Regions from separate parts of the Danio rerio genome. Here region 2 is linked to region 1. A link is a contact called in public HiChIP or PLAC-seq data. All regions are on one chromosome and are shown on one strand. The core of a region is the stretch at or near the end of the contact, and the rest is flanking DNA. Distances in the headings are between cores, read along the strand shown.

Evidence for each region. HiChIP or PLAC-seq counts read pairs in DNA pulled down with a chosen protein or histone mark.
Region 2: a contact with region 1 is called in an H3K4me3 HiChIP or PLAC-seq map of gastrula embryo, with 2.2 times the contacts expected there. The contact joins the promoter of arglu1b here to the promoter of lancl1 in region 1. A contact is called at or near these places in 2 of 4 datasets of contacts at active chromatin or transcription factors (embryo and gastrula embryo).

What each region holds. Positions count from the first base shown.
Region 1 is chr1:8,938,638-8,941,337 of GRCz12tu, reverse strand. lancl1 (LanC antibiotic synthetase component C-like 1 (bacterial)) reads right to left here and starts at 1,442. Exons shown (of 11, transcript NM_001009891.2): 1 at 1,400-1,442; 2 at 200-297. The coding sequence starts at 286. LOC141384472 (a long non-coding RNA gene) reads right to left here. Exons shown (of 12, transcript XR_012405417.1): 12 at 2,605-2,700.
Region 2 is chr1:9,094,094-9,096,793 of GRCz12tu, reverse strand. It overlaps arglu1b (arginine and glutamate rich 1b), which reads left to right and starts at 1,329. Exons shown (of 4, transcript NM_200162.1): 1 at 1,329-1,931. The coding sequence starts at 1,597.

The DNA of each region.
Region 1 (2,700 bases), core at 193-2,692:
TTGGACTGTTATCCTAAGTTATTTTGTTAGATAAGCTCCAGATTTGTCTTCAGGTCTGACTAAATTAATGTATATGCACAAATATAATACTGTATAGCTTCCTATTAAAAAATATGAATTTAAAAGAGAAATTTGTGAGAGGTGTACTTACTGTATATATGCTAAGCACTGTATATGCATTTTATTTTTAATCACTCACATTTCCCTGCATGTCAAACAAGTCTTGTGCACATCCCAGCCCAGTGTAATCTGGATAAGGATTCTTCAAGGCTCGTTGTTCAGACATTTTGAAGAGATCTGAAATAAAGAGCATTCAATTATTCATTTTTTCTTGGGCTTAGTCCCTTTATTCATCAGGGGTGGCAACAGACGAATGAACCGCCAACTAATCCAGCACGTTTTAAGCTTCCAGCTGCAACTCAGAACTGGGAAACATCCATACACACTCCTTCAGAAACTACAGCCAGTTTAGTATTCAATTCCCCTATAGCACATGTCTTTGTTGGGGAAACCAGAGCACCGGGAGGAAACCCACGCCAACACGGGGTGAACGTCCAAACTCCACACAGAAATGTCAACTGACCCAGCCTGGGCTCAAACTAGCGACCTTCTTGTTGTAAGGCGACAGTGCTAACCACCGAGCCACCGTGTCGCACTAATAAAGAGCATAAGTTAATTAAAAAAAAAAAAAAAAAAAAAAAAGATGGCAGCTCCATTTTGGAATAATATTTTAGGCCACGATGGTGATGCCTGGCCTTAACACGGAAATAAAACATTTAGTTAATCACAACATGCGTGTTCCAATATTTTCATACAATTTTTTAGCCACTCAGATGCACATATGAATGTTGTTGTTGTTATAATTTGCAGGTTTAAATTAAACGTTTTATTGTTTACATAATAAATACTCGTGTCGAATATTTAAGGTTATTATTTGTACCCCTGAATTTAATATTTCTGGGCCTCATATTCGTATGAAATACTTTACGTTGAACGTTTATCTGAATTACAGACCTGTAATGTAGAGTCATCTGCTGTGTATAAAAACTTATGACGCACCAAAATCCTGTGATACTGAAGCATGCGATTAGGGCCTACAAAATAAATCCGCACAAACCCAGATGTTCAGCTCACAAATTGTATAAAGGAAACACTATCCAAATTATTCGTTTTATGAATCTACAATAATATATTTGCAGTTACAGTTAGTTAAATAAAACCGGGGCCGAGAAACACACGCCCCCTTCTTTACTCTCCGACAATACAAGAATGCGTGAAGAACAAAACATGCAGGAAATAATTCTGGCTTAATACTCGCGCAGCAACAGCAGGCGTTTGCAATCACATGTGCTCTTGGCAAAACAATTTCCTAACATTTATTTTATAACAGTAAACATACCGTTCGAGTGCTGCACTGTTGAATTCTTCTCGTCTGATCTCAGGACACGCTGTTTTGGTTTGACTCAATGCCGCCATCTAGTGTTCAGGAGGGTCATCGTCATTGTCGTCATCATTGTGATAGGTAAATAATAATTATTTATTATTAATTATACCAGATAATTAATAAATACTAGAACGGTAGGTCTATGTAGATTTATTTCTTTTTTAAATTTATTTTGATGATTAATTGATCTGATTATTTTAAAGTTTTAGGAAAATATTGCACACATGCTTTCATAAAAAATAAAAGAAAAATAAATAAAACAAAATAAAATAAAAATAAAATGAAAAGTAAATAAAATAAAATTTAAGTTAATTAGCTAATTTATCAATTGGGAATAAAACCAAGTTTTGAGAAAATATTGCACACATAAAATAAAATAATAATAAAAAAAATTATATATATATATATATATATATATATATATATATATATATATATATATATATATATATATATATATATATATATATATAATAATTAAATTAAACAAAATTAAATAAAACAAATAAAATAATAAATAAATGAATAAATAAATTAAATTAAAAAGAAAAGAAAATAATAATAAATGTTATCGAACTATTTATTATTGGGAATAAAAACAAGTTCAACTTTCCAAGTTTTGGTAAAATATTGCACGCATAAAATAAAATAAATTATAAAAATAAAAAACATAAAATAAAAATAAAATAATAATAAATGTTAATTAACTAATTTATTGATTGAGAATTACCACAAGTTCAACTTCCCAAGTTTTGGGAAAATATTGGACGCATGCTTTCCTAAAATAAAATAAAATAAAATAAAATAAAATAAAATAATACATGTTAATTGACTAATTTATTTATTGGGAATAAAAACAATGCTAAATCATTGCTGTCATGGATATCAAATAATATGTAAAATACAATATAAATTTTATATATATATTTTTTTCTAATATGAAGATTAAATTAAATTTAGTGATAGATCTAGAAACAGTGAAGAGTGTGATCATGTTTAGTGACAAAAAAACAAACAAACCTGTTGCAGTGTACATGTTAATACTGTATATCATAACAATTATTTAGTGTTTGGATGTTGCAAATAAGGCACAACCCCCAAAATAAACCCTCAGATATGAATACAACTAAAAATAAATAATACTAAAAAGTCTGTTTTACTTTATTAATTTGCATGATTTTCAGGCCTTTGTTGACAGGAAGAAATGCTCTTGCCGTGAAGTTTCCTCAGTAATGTTATAGCTGACAGGTGATTGG
Region 2 (2,700 bases), core at 80-2,579, 160 kb before region 1:
CTACCGAGTGTGACACGGCTGGGATGAGAATCAGCATCTCCAAGTCCGAGGCCATGGAGCTCCACCGGAAAAAGGTGCTTTGCCATCTCCAGGTTGGAGGAAAGTTCTTACCCCAGGCGGATGAGTTCAAGAATCTCGGGGTTTTGTTTACGAGTGAGGGAAGGATGGAACGTGAGATTGACAGGCGGACTGGTATAGCAGCAGCAGTAATGCGGTCGTTGCATCTGACTGTTGTGTTAAAGGAGCTGAGCCGGAAGGCAAGGCTCTCGATTTACGGATCAATACATTCCTACGACACCTATGGCCATGAGTTTTGGGTCATGACTAAAAGGACAAGATCTTCGATACAAGTGGCCGAAATGAGTTTCTTTCGAAGGGTGGCATGGTGCAATCTTATGGATAGGGTCAGGAGCTCTGACATCCAGGAGGAGCTCGGAGAAGAGCCACTGTTCCTCCACATCGGGAGAAGTCTGCTGAGGTGGCTCGGGCATCTGTTTCGGATGCCTCCTGGACGCCTACCTAGGGAAGTGTCCCAGGCATGTCCCACCGGGAAGAGGCCTCGTGGAAGACCCAGCACACGCTGGAGGGACTATTTCGACTGACCTGGGAACGCCTCGGGATCCCCCCGAAGGAGCTGTCTGGGGAGAGGAAAGTGTGGGTTTCTCTCCTAAAACTGCTGCCCCTGCAACCCAGCCCAGGAAAAGCGGTTGCTCCAAAAAAAGGTTTTTCACCTTTATTTGATATAAGACAGTGGAGGTTACAGACAGGAAAGTATTTCGAGCAGAGAGAGGGGAAGGGTTGGCAAAGGACCTTAAGCTGGGAATCGAACTAGGGTTGCCATGAGCACCATGGTGCTATATGTCGCCGCACTTATAACCACTAGGCTATTGATGCCAACTTGCTCCAGATTTTTGATTTGTGCATTTTCGGGAATATATATTCAAAATACATGAAGTTATTTTTGTATGATATGACACATTTTAATTCTATTTAATAGTAAACGTTAACATTATGTAGGGGAACAATATAAGAAATCCATCATAAATGTTTTTGTACATTTTAGCTAATGACCAGTTACTTTAATGAGATTTTAAAATAATCTAAAAACATTAAAGGCTAATTTACAAAAATGATAAAATGTGGCTACATTTCATTTTCAAATTAGAGCTTTGTTATGCAAGAGTGAAATAAGAGTGATGACTCGGTTGCAAATCGGTTCATTGAATGAACTCCAAACAATTCACTCGTTTGCTCTCCACGCCACATGATGGCAATCGTCTATGTGGCCAAGCCTCGATCCTCACAACAAAAGAAAAACAAGGAATTGCATGCTGGGATCTGAGATCAGCCATCCTCCATCTTGCTTTTTAACTATACAAGATAAATTGTATGCTGCAGATAAAATACCATTGTTATTAAACCATTTACTTCCAAATAAGAGTTCCGCCTTCGAGATTATTGTCATGCAGTCTGCGCTGATTCCTTAAATGTGCGATTTGGGGTTAGCGTGAAGGTCTAGCAGGTGTGTGTGTTCGTCAGTCCGATGCTTTAGTGGTGTTCAGTCTCCTGGCTTCTGCAACTCAACCGGCGTCTGAAATGGGTCGCTCGAGGAGCCGCAGCTCTTCCCGCTCCAAGCACTCCAAAACCAGTAAGCACAGCAAAAAGCGAAGCAGATCTCGATCGAGATCCCGGGACAGGGAGAGGAAGAGGCGCTCCAAGTCGCGAGAGTCCAAAAGGAACCGCAGGAGAGAGTCGCGCTCCCGGTCCAGATCAAACACGGCCACGTCTCGGCGGGACCGAGAGAGAGCCGCATCTCCGCCAGAGAGGATCGACATTTTCGGCAGGGCGCTGAGCAAGAGGAGCGCTGTGGATGAAAAGCAGAAGAAAGAAGAGGAAGAGAAGAAAGTCGAGATGGAAAGACAGAGGAGAATGTGAGTAGCCGACCTGCTCTCTCATCAAATAAATCTGTTACCAATGTACAGTAAACAACACCTCAGTCTTACAGCCTTTAAAAGTTACTGTTTAAGTACCATTTCACATTGGGGTAAAAATCGTTTCATATTCAAACATTTGGACGTTTTCCTTAATATAATTTCAGAAAAGTATGCTTTGCAAATTCCAAGTAGTGAAATCATATTAGCAGCTAATGGCTATCAAAGTAACATTGTTCATAGTCAATAGTGTTAATGTTTTTAAGTCGAACACGCATGTGGTTTCAGACCAAATATTCAAAGTACAGTACACAATATATGAGCATGTTAAAAGTTGTCACTGAATGAATGTGTGAATATAAAACCAACTTTACCTTAATCAATTGTTCTTCGATCCATGTCAGATAGTTCACTCAAAGATCTAAATTCAGTCATCATTTACTCCTTCACTCGTTTCAAATCCTTTGTGAGTTTCTTACTTCTGTTGGACACAATAGAAGATACTTTGAAGAAAGATGTAAAACTAAACATTGGCTTCCATTGTATTTGTTTTTTAATTGAGGTAAATTTGGTTTTATATTCAGACATTCGTTAAATTCTGAACAGTGACAACTTGTGGCCCCTATAACTGTACTGTGAATATTCGGTCTAAATGGCGTGTAAGGATGACATAAAGTCAGCATTAGCACTATTTAAACAGGGTTGTAATTTGATAGTCATTGGCTACTAATATGATTTCTCTATTTAACATTTGCAGAGAATACTTTTT